Regions from separate parts of the Zea mays genome. Here regions 1 and 3 are each linked to region 2. Evidence: chromatin contacts called from public Hi-C data. All regions are on one chromosome and are shown on one strand. Each heading gives the region's core, a stretch centred on a gene start, on an enhancer-like site or on the middle of the called end of the contact. The rest is flanking DNA. Distances are from core to core; before and after follow the strand shown.

Region 1 (4,494 bases), core at 953-3,452, 190 kb before region 2:
TTTTACAGTTACACTTGGATGACACAATTGGTGCTTATTTTGATTATGGTAACCATACTGAAAAGGTCAGTGCAGCGCTTCATCTGATCTTTGGCACTTTGTTTGCAACACATGGTTATCAACTTTGATTGTGAGGTTATTTTTGTAGGTTCGAATGAGATGGTTTGATGTGAAAGACAACAATAATATGAGACGAGAGTTCTTGCGAGGAACATTACAAGCCCCTCAGCTGCAGTTAGTACCCCATGTTGGCTATGTCAGCCTCTTCCCATTCATGATGGGGACTATTCCACCTGTATGTTCTTTACTTCCCTGTGTTTATCGCTTAAGTGGTTTTTTGATATCCATCCTAATTAATAATCACATTTGACTAATCAGGAATCATGGGTTCTTGAGAAGCAGCTCAATCTGATATCTAACACATCTATATTGTGGACAGATTATGGCCTTCGATCACTTTCTAGAACAAGGTAAAAGGTCTATTATTTTTTCTATGCCCCCCCCCACCACCCCGACCCTTCTCCCAAAAACATAAGTTTTGGATATCTGAAGCATATATGATATTGTTTTCCTGCCTTATGCATGTCATGGGCTTCAATGTGGTTAGATGGAATTGTCAAAGTTGATTCATGCTCCCAATGCCTTATTACTGTAGTTCAAGATGGTTTATATAGCTATATTATTTGGTCATCCAACAACTGGGTTCTGAAGTATCTATTTTTACATGGTCCAGTTCAATATATATGAAGCGTAATACAGAGCATGACCCCCCTTATTGGAGAGGTGCCATTTGGATAAACATGAACTACATGGTTCTTTCGGCACTACATCACTATGCACATAGTAAGCTCTTTAATTGCCTAGTTTATACCCTTTGCAAACCCTTCTGCTGGCATAATGATATAGCATTCTGCTTTCCTGTAGAGGATGGTCCATATAGCGGCAGGGCAAAGGAATTGTATGACAAGCTAAGATCAAACCTTATCCGGTGTGTTCATTCTTCTCTCGAGTTGAAACCAAGTGAACTAGCTGAACTGTAGCTTGTCTAATAGATTGCTGACGCCTACTTCCTGGTTTTTTTTACATTTTCAGGAATATAGTGCAGAATTACGATGCAACAGGTTTCTTCTGGGAAAACTATGACCAGAAGGACAAAGGAAAGGGAAAGGGTGCACGGTCATTTACTGGATGGACTTCACTCATTGTTCTGATCATGGCGGAGTCCTACCCAACATTGCACAGGTGAGATATAGATCGCGAACAACCACAGCAGAAGATAGCTATGGCAATTGGAATGGAGGGGCTGGCAGCTGGCGCTTGTTTAGCCCGGTTTGCAACCAGAACACTGGGATAGTTTGATTCGTAGCATCTGCTGCCTTAATCATGAAAATTTTGACAACACCTCCTGGTCAATCTGTTCAGCATCATTTATAGAGTGTTAGTGGTCATCCCTGTTCACTCTCATACTGTAAACTAGCTCCTCGAAGAACTGATTTTGGGGGGCCAAAACCACCCCAGGAAAGCATGAGCATATGGAAAACATGTTCTTGAAAGCTGACACTACGTGGAGCTGTTACTTGCTATTGAGTGTAATCTACTGCTACTCTTACTATGCTTGGCCATTTGCACCCCCAATGATCCCCGAAGAAACCTGCTGGTCCGAGCATGTGACCTATACCTTTGCATTTACTTGCTAGAGAATCAGTTCAACACAATGCAAGTTGCAAGGCACGTGTTTTGAAATGGAAAGCGGGCCATGTCTATGCTGTGACCGTCTCTACTTCGCTTGCTGTGTTACTTTGCGCTCCAGCAGTTTATACATCTTCGTACCTATTTTAAACTTTACTATGAAAATAGTGCAGTGTACCTACCAAATCAGTATTTTATAAGGCTATGTGCACGATCTACTGGTCATAGCCGTAGGTTGTGGTTAGCAGTTTTTTTTTTAAACGAGCAAACAGCTCCGCTTTTAAGAAAGCATTATGACCAGCGTTTACATCACTGGGGAACAGCAAAGCAAGAAAGGGTAGGCCTCCTCGCAGGGAAACAGAAGATGAAAGAAAAACTGGGGTTGTCAGATGACGACTAACAGCATAATTCTTAAAGACAGAAGACCAGTCTACAAAACGAAGCAGACAATCCAGACATGAAAAGGACTCGTCTTCAATCTTCAAACCAAACCACTCCAATGTCAGTGCATTGTCCCGCAACCGGTTGTTGCTCACGCAAACATATCCTCCAGCGGCGCCTGTTCCCAGTCTTGAGTAGCACACTCTAACTCTGCAAAAATGACACAACATCGTAGATGACCACTGACGTGCTGTTAGGAATTTTTTTTCTAATTGCCATCTTGTTTCTGTTACACCAAAGGGCCCAAACCAGCCCAGCCATAATAAAGAAATGAAAGGTACTAGCAGCCTGAGAATTGCCCCCTCCCCATTTGTTAAACAGGCTCACCGCAACACAGTCCCAACCAAAAATATTTTCTAGGCTTCTCCAAACATATTTCGATAGCACACACTGAAGAAAGATGTGATCAACGGTTTCCTTGCCCCCACACAGAGAACATTGTGTGCTACCCTTCCATCCCTTTTTTTCTAACACTGCGGCCGCTTGGATTTTTCCATTGTAAAGTTGCCAAAGAAAAACCTTAATCAAGGGCACCATGTATTTCTAGATTTTTTATACGCGGAGTTTTTGGCACCTCCATCGGTTCTAAATCTATATAGGGATTTTGTGGTGAATCTGCGGGAATTGTCTAGAGCCCAAAACATTAAGTCTATCACTTGAGATGTTGTGCTCCCTAAGCTCAAAATTTAGCTCCTCCCACAAACAGAATTCAGAATCAGTAAGAGGCCTCACAAGATCTATGCTCCACTCACCCCCTCACAGCATTCAGAAACAGGAATGTCCTTGTCCCTGCAGATATCAAAGAATCTAGGATATTTGATTTTAATTGGGACCCTTCCCAGCCAAATGTCTTTCCAAAAAAGGGCCCCTTCCACATTTTTTGTTTGTTTGTCGCACCCCATTAAAATAAGTGCTTGACCTTGTGAAGACCTTGCTAGAATTGAGAAACTCCCTTATTTTTAGAAAGGAAAAAGTTATTCATGTTCATGTATTTAGCTTTAATAAGCTTGTACCATAAATCATCCGAGCCTTGTCATAGTTTCCAGTTCCATTTCACAAGTAAACATTTGTTCATCAGAAGAGTGTTTGTGATTTCGAAACCACCTTAGTCTTTTGGCCTGGTCAAACTATCCCATTTTTCCATGTGGTATTTTTTAGAGTTTTTGGCACCTTGCCAAAGAAGTAGAACCCCATAGTATAAATCGGTAGACTACTTAAACAAGAATTGGTCAAAATGAGTCTCCCCCGGAAGATAGGTGTTTCCCTTTCCAAGGGTCCAATCTTTTTTCCATCTTTCCCACAATATGCCCGAACGCCGAGGGTTTTAGACGACCAATAGAAATAGGAATGCTTAGGTATTTCAACGGCAAAGCTCCCAGGTTACAATTAATCATATTGGCCATCCTTTCCATTTCTTGTTGAGCTGCCTCGAAAACGTAAACCTCATTTTTATGGAAGTTTATTTTTAACCCTGACATCCATTTGAAGCAATAAAGGATTAATTTCAGGTTTACGATTGACCTATCAGACACATCGATCATGATCACCGTTGAAAGTCGCCTAGAGGGGGGTGGATAGGCAGAAACTGAAATTTACAACTTTAAACACACTACAAGCCGGGATTAGCGTTAAAATAAAATCCGAGTCCGGGAGAGAGGGGAAAACAAATCAACCAAGAAAATAAAGCGGATGACACGGTGATTTGTTTTACCGAGGTTCGGTTCTAAAGAACCTAGTCCCCGTTGAGGTGGTCACAAAGACCGGGTCTCTTTCAACCCTTTCCCTCTCTCAAACGGTCACTTAGACCGAGTGAGGCTTCTTCCTTAATCTCACGGGTCACTTAGACCCCGCAAGGATTACCACACAATTGGTGTCTCTTGCCTCGCTTACAAAGCACTTGAGAGTAAGAAGTGAGAAAGAAAAGAAAAGCCCAACCAAGCAAACAAGAGCAACAAGAAACACAAGTGATCCACTCACAAGTCCTAATGCACTAGAATTGTATTGGGGACTTTGATTGGATCGGTGGCTTTGATTTGTGCTCGGAGTGTTGCACTTTGCTCTTGTATTGAATGAGTAGTAGTGAATGCTTGGATGGTTGAAGTGGTGGTGGTTGTGGGGTATTTATAGCCCCCAACCACCAAAACAACCGTTGGGGTGGCTGCCGTCGATGGGCGCACCGGACAGTCCGGTGCGCCACCGGACACAGTCCGGTGCGCCAGCCACGTCACCCAACCGTTAGGATTCTGGCGGTTTCGGCCATTGGAGCTTTGTCTTCTTATGGCACCGGACATGACTGTTCATTGTCCGGTGCACCTTTGACGGCTCTGCTGCTCTGCCGCGCACTGTTTGCGCACTGTTCATCTG
Region 2 (4,118 bases), core at 52-2,551:
TAGTCCCTTCCTTGTTTGGTTATAGGGACTAAAAGTATTCAGAACACATTAAATGACTCATAAGAAACTAAAATGCCCCTTAACATTCTCTCGTCATTCGTACAACTGAAATAAATGCGGGACAAACCGTGAAATTAATATGGTTTAGTCCCTTTTAGTCACCCCTTGAGGAACTAAGGACTAAGCAGTTTAGTCCCTATTTTAATACCATAGTTTGACTATTTAGGGACTAAATAAGACTAAAATTAAAAGATTCATCTTTAGTCTCTTAAACCAAATGGAGTTTTAGTAAAAGCATCTCCAACAATGCCTCAAACTAGTGCCTCAAATCGAAATATATGACTCTATACACAAAAAACTAGTCCAATAGTGCCTTATTTTGTAATTTTTTGTAAAAACGTATAGGGCACCATCTCAAGTACCTTAAATATACTACACCGTATTTGACTGCCCTATAATCTAAATTTAGGGCTTTATTGTTGGAGTAGAATATTTTGTTGGTTTCCTAAATCATATAAAATATACTTATTTTTTAAATTATATGGTATTTATAGGACACATTGTTGGAGATACTCTAAATTGTCTATTTTTAGAGTCCTCGTAAAACTATAATTTTAGCTATGATTATATCTAAGTCTTTGAAGTAGCATATCTCCTATTTCATCTCTTATCTTATCTCCTATTTAGCTATGATTTTCATTTTTTTAAGTGAAATTAGTTCATTTTCACTTGAGAAAATAGAAATTCTTTGGAAAAATAGAGTTCACAAACAAGCCTTAAAGAAATTATTATTTTTATGTACATAACACACGATTTCCAACTTGTAAATGAATATTAAAAAAACAATGATTCCAAAAATATTCATACGTATACCATAATTTATAAGTTGATGACTTAAAATTAATTTGATCCGGTTGAAAAAAATGATGCAAACAATTTCTGTTAATATGGTTGTTGAAAATATGGATATAGTAATTTTAGAGAATATTGTTGGAGATTATGATGATATAGAGTAGGAAAAATTTTAGAGTGCTGTGAGAATATATTTTTTATAGGATAAAATTTTGAGAACATTGATATTTGATAGAGATAGTCTAAAATTCTGGAAGAGATGACAATAAACGGGCCAGCGAAAACTCTGAGACGAACTGTGCCCTTTTCTTCTTTCTTCAAGCAATGGAGCCTTTGCCATCTGGGCTCAATTTTAGTGCTTCAGCCGCGCAGCTGGGCCAAGAGATATTTTCCCCTTCAGCCCCATTCGCAACCGTTGTGGCCGCGTCGATCCCCATCGCCTCTCCCCATCCCCTCTCCTGTCTGAAAACCAGCACGCCACGTCCCACCGCCAACCACCGCGCTCCGGCTCTCCCCAATTCTAAGCGAGACGGGGCACAGGAAGAGGAGAGCCTAAAACCCTAACCCCCCGAATCGGATCCGGCCGCCGGAGCGCGGAACCCCACCCCGGCCGCCATGGAGATGGGAGGGATGAGCGACGCTGAGCGGCTGTTCTTCTTCGAGATGGCCTGCAAGAACTCCGAGGTCGCGTACGAGCAGAACCCCAACGACGCCGACGTACGATGCATCTCGAGCTCTCCTCTTCCCGGTCGCTTTCCCGCCGCTTGGTTCATACCCTTTACGATGTGATCCGGTTGTGTGTTCCTTGTGTGCGCGCAGAACCTGACGCGGTGGGGCGGCGCGCTGCTGGAGCTGTCGCAGGTCCGAACCGGCCCCGACAGCCTCAAGCTTCTTGAAGGTATTGTTTTCTCAGATTAGAGGATTCGTCTTGTTTTAGGTTGGGTGTTTCGATGTACTACTTGTAGTTTTTTTGTAGGATTTATTACTGTTGCAGTACCGGCTAATGATCTTAGGATCTCAATGAGTTTTACGAATTCATAAATCTGTAGTTCATTCCGTGCCGTCATCGTATGTTAGGCCCTTATGTGGCGGGATTGTTCGCCCCACTTAACGTTTCACTGTGTTGCTGACCCAGACATTTAAGAAATTTGTTGGCTCAACTGCTATTATGCTCAGAAAATGTTTCTGCGCTGGTGCTGTTTTTCTCAATTAAGGCATCGTTCGTTTTCCACGGTTGAGGCTAGGAATTATTCAAGGAGATCAATGTTAATACAAATAAGCCGAACAGTTCCAAAGAACCGTTCTAGAGCAAAGGATGTTTTTTGTTTGTGTTATTTTTGGTAGCTTCCTTTTCTGTATCATGTGCTTTGCTCTTATTCAGTGTTCTTTTGATTCATCAGTGTCATGGGTATTGGCTAGAAAAATCCTGATAGCATATTGAAACTGTAACTGGAATTTATTTGTGTTGGGTGTGTTGCACCCTGTCGACAAAAATCTGTGGCATTTTTTAACAATCAGCAGCCAGCTGTTACTGCAATTTAAGTGACTTATATTGCTTATGTATCATCTGGGGACCGGTTTGTTGCTTCTCGTTTTTTTGTTGGTTGCTCGTTTGGTACTGTGAATGCTGATTGCTGAAGCATATTGTAACATCATATTTGTTATGGTTTGTTGCTGCAAAGTGTTATTTTGATCGAACACTTGTTATCCATATTTAGTTATATGCGAGATGCAGATTTTCATATTTCATGAATGCCTGCTGCGTTCTGCTATGAGTATAGGATTTCATGAATGCAGGTTTTCACATTTCAAGGTGTTGTATGTTTAAATTTTATTACTATTCAGAGTTCGCATATAGGATTACATTGTGCTGCGAGTATGTCTAGGTTTATGCCACTTTGTAGATGTTAATGAACAGTGAAAGTGGTACTAATTGAATGAGTTTTGGTGCAGATGCGGAAGCCAAACTGGAGGAGGCACTTCAAATTGATCCCAACAAGTCCGATGCACTCTGGTGCTTGGGAAATGCTCAGACCTCTCATGGATTCTTCACTCCAGACAATGCAATAGCTAATGAGTTCTTTACAAAGGCAACCGGATGTTTCCAGAAGGCTGTTGATGTGGTATGTGTAGGCCGCTATTGTGTTAGCTAATTTCAAACACATTTACATTGTTCCTTTTATCTAGGCTGACCAATTGTCACAAAATTCCTGGTACGTTTTGGTTGTGGAATATAGGGACCAAGGAATGCAGTACACTCTTTGAGAAAGTTTTTCCTTTTGTTCCTGCATTCCTAGGACACGGAACATGGCTCTGTACCATGTTCCTGGTGACAATGGCTGACCTGCAGACCTCTGCGCATGGGGCTTGAGCCACATGCAGTCAGGTTGTCAGCAAGCATCTGGAAGAATATTCCATGAAAGAACTAAGATTTTGCCTTTTTCCTTAAAAATTTATGTTTCTTCTGCAATGTCGTGTCCAATTTGGTTTGACTGGAAACTGAAGTTCAGACCTGCTGTTTGTAGGAACCTGCAAATGAGCTGTACAGGAAGTCTCTAGACTTGTCAATGAAGGTGTGTTCTTATTTTTTCTGTTCTGCAGTATTTCCATGACCTCATTCTTGAATGATGGTAAACTATGGGGCATCCATGCTACATAGGCTAAATTAAGCTTATTTTCTTATTGATACTCGGTTTGAGTTTCAAATAATCAGGAGTGCTATTTCAGCTTGTTACTATTAGATTATGTATATATTAGTTACAACTTGCAAGGCTAAAAACAGATTTGGACACCTTCAGCCATCAATCTTGTACCAGCCAGTTGCCCGTGCTTTGCTATGGTTTTTATATATCATATAAATAGGTCTTAAGATATTTATTCAAATATAGTTATTGTTTATTTCTAAACACTAAGATACGTGTGGTCTGGTGGTTAGCCCCAAATTTTCGGAGCTGGGGGTGTGGGTTCGAGTGCTCGCTGTGCACTTTTTTGCGCGATGTGGTAAGGTGGTGTCGGTGCTGAGCAGGCACAGTAGCTGGCTACGTGGGCGATGGGGTCCACAGGGTAGTAGCTGAGAGGGGTGGGAGAACCAGTCAGAGAGTGTGGGGCGGGCCTAGAGTGTCAGCGTGTCCACATGGCAGTAGCTGAGAGAGGGATGGGAGAACCAGTCGGGGCGAGTGGGGCGGGCCCATAGTGTCAGCATGGGGGGTGAAGTTGTGGTAGCATTAGGTGCCCACATTAGGTTCTTAATATAGTAGTATAGATAA
Region 3 (4,299 bases), core at 278-2,777, 140 kb after region 2:
TTGTTCTTCGACTGTGTTCTTGATTTTCAAGTTTAATCAGAGAAAGGGTCGCCAGTCGTCCCATAGGGCTCTCTGGCTTCAAATCTCAGTTTGTACCCTTGCTGGAATTTCTGAAGTTTTATATTCTTGGTTTCTCCTTTTCCTCAATCTTGTGTTGGTGGTGAAAAATATTTGATTCCTTTGAGAGGATTTGGTTTGGAGATTGATTGGTGGTAGTTGCACTGAACACTGCATACACCTAGTTGTTGGAGATTTTAGTCGTGATTTGAGAAAAAACTCAGTTTGAACTCGTTCTAGGAAACTCAAACAAAACCCTAATATCTGGATGTATTTTTAAATCTGCGGGTGATTCACAAGTCCGATTGAGCTCAAAATTTGGGAAGATCTTGGAAACGTATTTGCTCAGATGTGTGTAAAATTTCATCTCAATCGGAGTTCGTTTGGTTCAGCTTTGAATTCAAGAACAAAATTTCGTACTGCTGAAAACAACACTTGTTGATGATTCTGTATTGGACTTTTTGGTGTCCGATTTGCGATCCGTTTGTTTTGTTGGTCTCATGTGAGTATTAGGAACGTTTTGTAATTTTGAGATCAATCGTTCGCTGATGTGTTCATGGTTTGAGTACTTGCTTCATCTCAATTGAAGTGAAGTGTTCATTTTCAGTGTTTGAAAGCAAAATCCGATTAGCTCTCATTCAACCTCCTCTTGTCGGCTTACCGGTCCTACACTGGGTATTCATTTGTTTGTGATGAACGAGGCCAAAACTTTTAAGCCTTTTTTGTTTGTCCAAGAATGTATCTAGGAATCGTTCTAAGTGACCAAAGCATATATGAATTAGACAAACAATACAGCTAGAAATCATTCTACACAACCGTTCCATAAAAATCGAAAGGGCCTATAGACTTTCAATTCAAATACGAGGCGGGATAGCATATGCCATTAACTGACGAGGCAGTGGCAATTTTATTGTCATTTAATATTATCTTGTTATTTATGCATACAGCATACTTGGATATCACAACACTCAAGGCCCGGAGATCACAACACTGAAGCTTCAGCAGTTGACAATTACAGGGACAGATGCAAGGACATAAAACAAAGGTACACACTACACACTGTGAAGGCTCTACTAGTACTGCATTCTCATTTCTTTTCCGATTCTGCGCAGAAATGAATGTGCCATTTCACCCTTCAAACAACTCGTTGATTTTGCTCTTCCACTCCAGCTTAAAATCTGCAGCATTTCCTTTTACAGGGTTCTTCACCCTCTCCAAGTATGCATGGTATGCTCCAGTAAGAAGCGCGAGTATCTCCCCACGAAGCTCTTCGCGAAGAACTGGACTGGGTACTTTCCGGGACATCTGAGTCTGGCAAGTTTCATCGAACGACCAAGAGAAATTCTGCACAGGAGTGGGACTGCTATGCAGGAAATTCAAGACATTTGTCTTGAGCCTTTTACTAGGTGTCATGCCTTTTGCAGTCTCTAAATTGGATATAACTGGTCCCCATGACGCAGACAGGTAGCCCTTCATGTGTTTCTTGAAACGGTCCTGGCGTTTTCCAATCCACATGGACCCTACCATCAACCTTACATCTGACCGCTTGACTTCTTGGAGTACGAAATGCGTGTTGTTCATCAAGAACAAGCACTGTAGTTCTCTAGAAGAAAATGATTCTGTCTGTTTCTCGAGCACTGAATCCAGGTCGGCAATGAGCTCAAGCAGTAGACGAGCTGTTGGGTTTATTATTACCTCAACTGTCAATAGATGATCAGTGTGACCATGTCCAAGCATGGTATCAAGTGAACTCTTATGCTTCGTCAGTAACCTGATGTACCTCATGAGGTACGCAGTGAGTGACATGATACCTCCATCCTGCTCCTGCACCGCTCTCCGTGAGCTATAATTCTGAACCAAGCTTCTGAGCTCCTTAACTATCTCAGTTGCAGAGTCCTTCAGTTTTGCAAGAAGACCCTCTGCATCTCTGCTGATAGAATCAGTGTAGAATACATCCCAGAGAGCAGGGGTGGCATCCGTGAGTGATGTGTACATGTTCAACACAGAGAAGAGCATTTCCGGTGACTTTCTAACCTGATGGACGCAGACAACGGAAGCAACCGTGAACAGACGACGCAAAGGCTTTTCCGCTGCTTCTAAGAGGCCTTCACGTGTAAATCCATCACATGCTTGGCTCTGCATGAGTCGCGTGCGCAATGTGTTGAGAATACTGACGATGTACTCTAGCACTGCAGGCCAGCTGCTCATGTGTTTCCAGTGTGTTCTCCCCAAATTCTGGTGATCTACACCGAGAACAGAGTCGAAATCACCAATGAACTCGCACCTCTTGAAGATGTCACAGTACTGTGAATGGAATGTGTTGACGCCTTTTTGGAGGCGCCAATTACTCAAGAGAACCAGCGGCAGTGCTCTCTGCACAGGGGCGGACGGTTCGCGCGCGGGGGCCGGACGGTCCGCGGCCTGGTGCGAGGCGGCGGTGCTCTCTGGTCAGGGGCGGACGGTCCGCGGCCTGGGGCCGGACGGTCCGCGGCCTGGTGCAGGAGCCCGGGTTCCCTGCCTGACGGCCGGACGGTCCGCGCCCTGGGGCCGGACGGTCCGCGCGTACGCAGGGACGACGGAAGATCGCAGACGGCGTCTGGATCTCGCTCCCGGGAGGGACCCCGTTGGGGAGTAGAGATCCTAGGTGGTGTCTAGGCTCGGGCTGGCCGACCTAGACTCCTCTAATCGACGTGGAGTCGAAGAGAGACGAAGAATTTGGGGATCGAGAGGCTAAACCTAAACTAGACTAGAACTACTCCTAAGATAAAATGCGAAATAGAAGTTGTATTGATTCGATTGATCATTACAAATCGGCCGTATACCTCTCTATTTATAGAGGAGGGGGGCTGGACCCTTTACAAACTAATTTCCGAGCTTTTCCCGTGATTTTAGCTAACAACCGTAACACAAAACTCGGAACCCTAATCTGTTCTGCGCACGCGCGGACCGTCCGGCCCCCAGGCGCGGACTGTCCGGACCGCGGACCGTCCGGCCTCAGGGCCGGACCGTCCGCAGGCTCAATTATGGTTCAAACATATGCCCCCCTGCCTTTTGGTGGAGCTGGGCGAACCAAAAGCAACTAACTCGATGTGCTCACATCGGTTCTCTTAGTCATCTTGCCACATACTAGGATGGTACTGTTTGAGGAAACGCCCATTCAAAGCCTTAGGCAAATCCTTGCCTTGTAATGTTTGTAGCAAATAGGCGTTGCCAGACATCACCTGCTTTACTTTATAAGGACCCTCCTAGCTTGGCGACCATTTTCCAAACTTCCGGTCTTTATTCCTTAGAGGTAAGATGGTCTTCCACACCAGATCTCCTACTTGAAATGACTTTGCTTTGACCTTCTTGTTATAGGCCCTGGCTACCATAATCTTGTCCTTTTCTATTGCTCCCAAAGCTATCACCCTCTTGTCGGTCACCTCATCAATATTATCTATCATTGAATTATAATAATCAGTGACAGTTAGATCATTTTGTCTGGCGAACCTGACAGCATTCAAACTTATTTCCACAGGCAATACTGCTTCCTGCCCATAGACAAGCTCAAAAGGAGATACTTTAGTAGCACTATGTTTAGATATTCTATGAGCCCATAAAGCTTCGGACAAAATCTTATGCCAATGTTTAGGATTATCAGATATCTTCTTTTTTATCAAATTAATCAATGTCCTATTACTAGACTCGGCTTGTCCATTGACCTGAGCATAATATGGAGATGAATTAAGCAGCTTAATTCTGTATAATTCAGGAAATTCACGTACCTCCTTTGACATAAAAGAAGTCCCTTGATCTGTAGTCAAGGTCTGGGGAATGCCGAATCTATGAATAATATGCTCAGTTATGAACTCAATTACCTCCTTGTGCGTCATGTTTTTCAGAGCAACGACTTCAGTCCATTTGGTGAAATAGTCAGTGGCAACTAACACAAACCGATGCCCCTTTGATGATGAAGGATGAATTTCTCCAATAAAGTCTAATCCCCATCCTCTGAACGGCCAAGGCTTGATGATAGGATGCAATTCGGCTGCAGGGACCAACTGTAGGTCGCCGAATTTTTAACACACTTGGCATCCCTTGTAGTACTTGAAACAATCAGCTATCATACTAGGCCAATAAAAACCAGACCTTCGCAACAACCACTTCATCTTTGGAGCCGATTGATGAGTACCACAAATTCCTTCATGTACTTCGGCCATGGCTAATATAGCATCATCTGGGCCCAAGCACTTCAGCAGGACG

What was found. Hi-C and Micro-C count contacts between places; a contact is called where the count stands out from the background.
Region 1: a Hi-C map of leaf shows a contact between it and region 2, with 1.8 times the contacts expected there. The contact joins the enhancer-like site here to the promoter of LOC100281827 in region 2. A contact is called at or near these places in 7 of 25 Hi-C or Micro-C datasets (ear, leaf, root tip and 1 more).
Region 3: a contact with region 2 is called in a Hi-C map of leaf, with 5 times the contacts expected there. The contact joins the enhancer-like site here to the promoter of LOC100281827 in region 2. A contact is called at or near these places in 3 of 25 Hi-C or Micro-C datasets (bundle sheath and leaf).

The regions. Positions count from the first base shown.
Region 1 is chr3:162,252,504-162,256,997 of Zm-B73-REFERENCE-NAM-5.0, reverse strand. LOC103652327 (alpha-glucosidase 2) reads left to right here. Exons shown (of 22, transcript XM_020550385.2): 17 at 9-65; 18 at 149-295; 19 at 379-470; 20 at 734-843; 21 at 925-988; 22 at 1,093-1,715. The coding sequence ends at 1,246. Among protein-coding and RNA genes, the nearest start is that of LOC103652327, 16 kb to the left of the region's middle. Within about 2 kb of position 2,202, at least 4 of the 20 cell types and tissues checked have an H3K27ac peak or open chromatin away from gene starts, as enhancers often do. A contact at or near this core is called in ear and leaf, where this site is marked.
Region 2 is chr3:162,063,248-162,067,365 of Zm-B73-REFERENCE-NAM-5.0, reverse strand. It overlaps LOC100281827 (Mitochondrial import receptor subunit TOM20-4), which reads left to right and starts at 1,301. Exons shown (of 6, transcript NM_001368107.1): 1 at 1,301-1,569; 2 at 1,672-1,750; 3 at 2,806-2,975; 4 at 3,378-3,425. The coding sequence starts at 1,468.
Region 3 is chr3:161,925,434-161,929,732 of Zm-B73-REFERENCE-NAM-5.0, reverse strand. No RefSeq gene overlaps it. Among protein-coding and RNA genes, the nearest start is that of LOC100278652, 66 kb to the right of the region's middle. Within about 2 kb of position 1,527, at least 7 of the 20 cell types and tissues checked have an H3K27ac peak or open chromatin away from gene starts, as enhancers often do. A contact at or near this core is called in leaf, where this site is marked.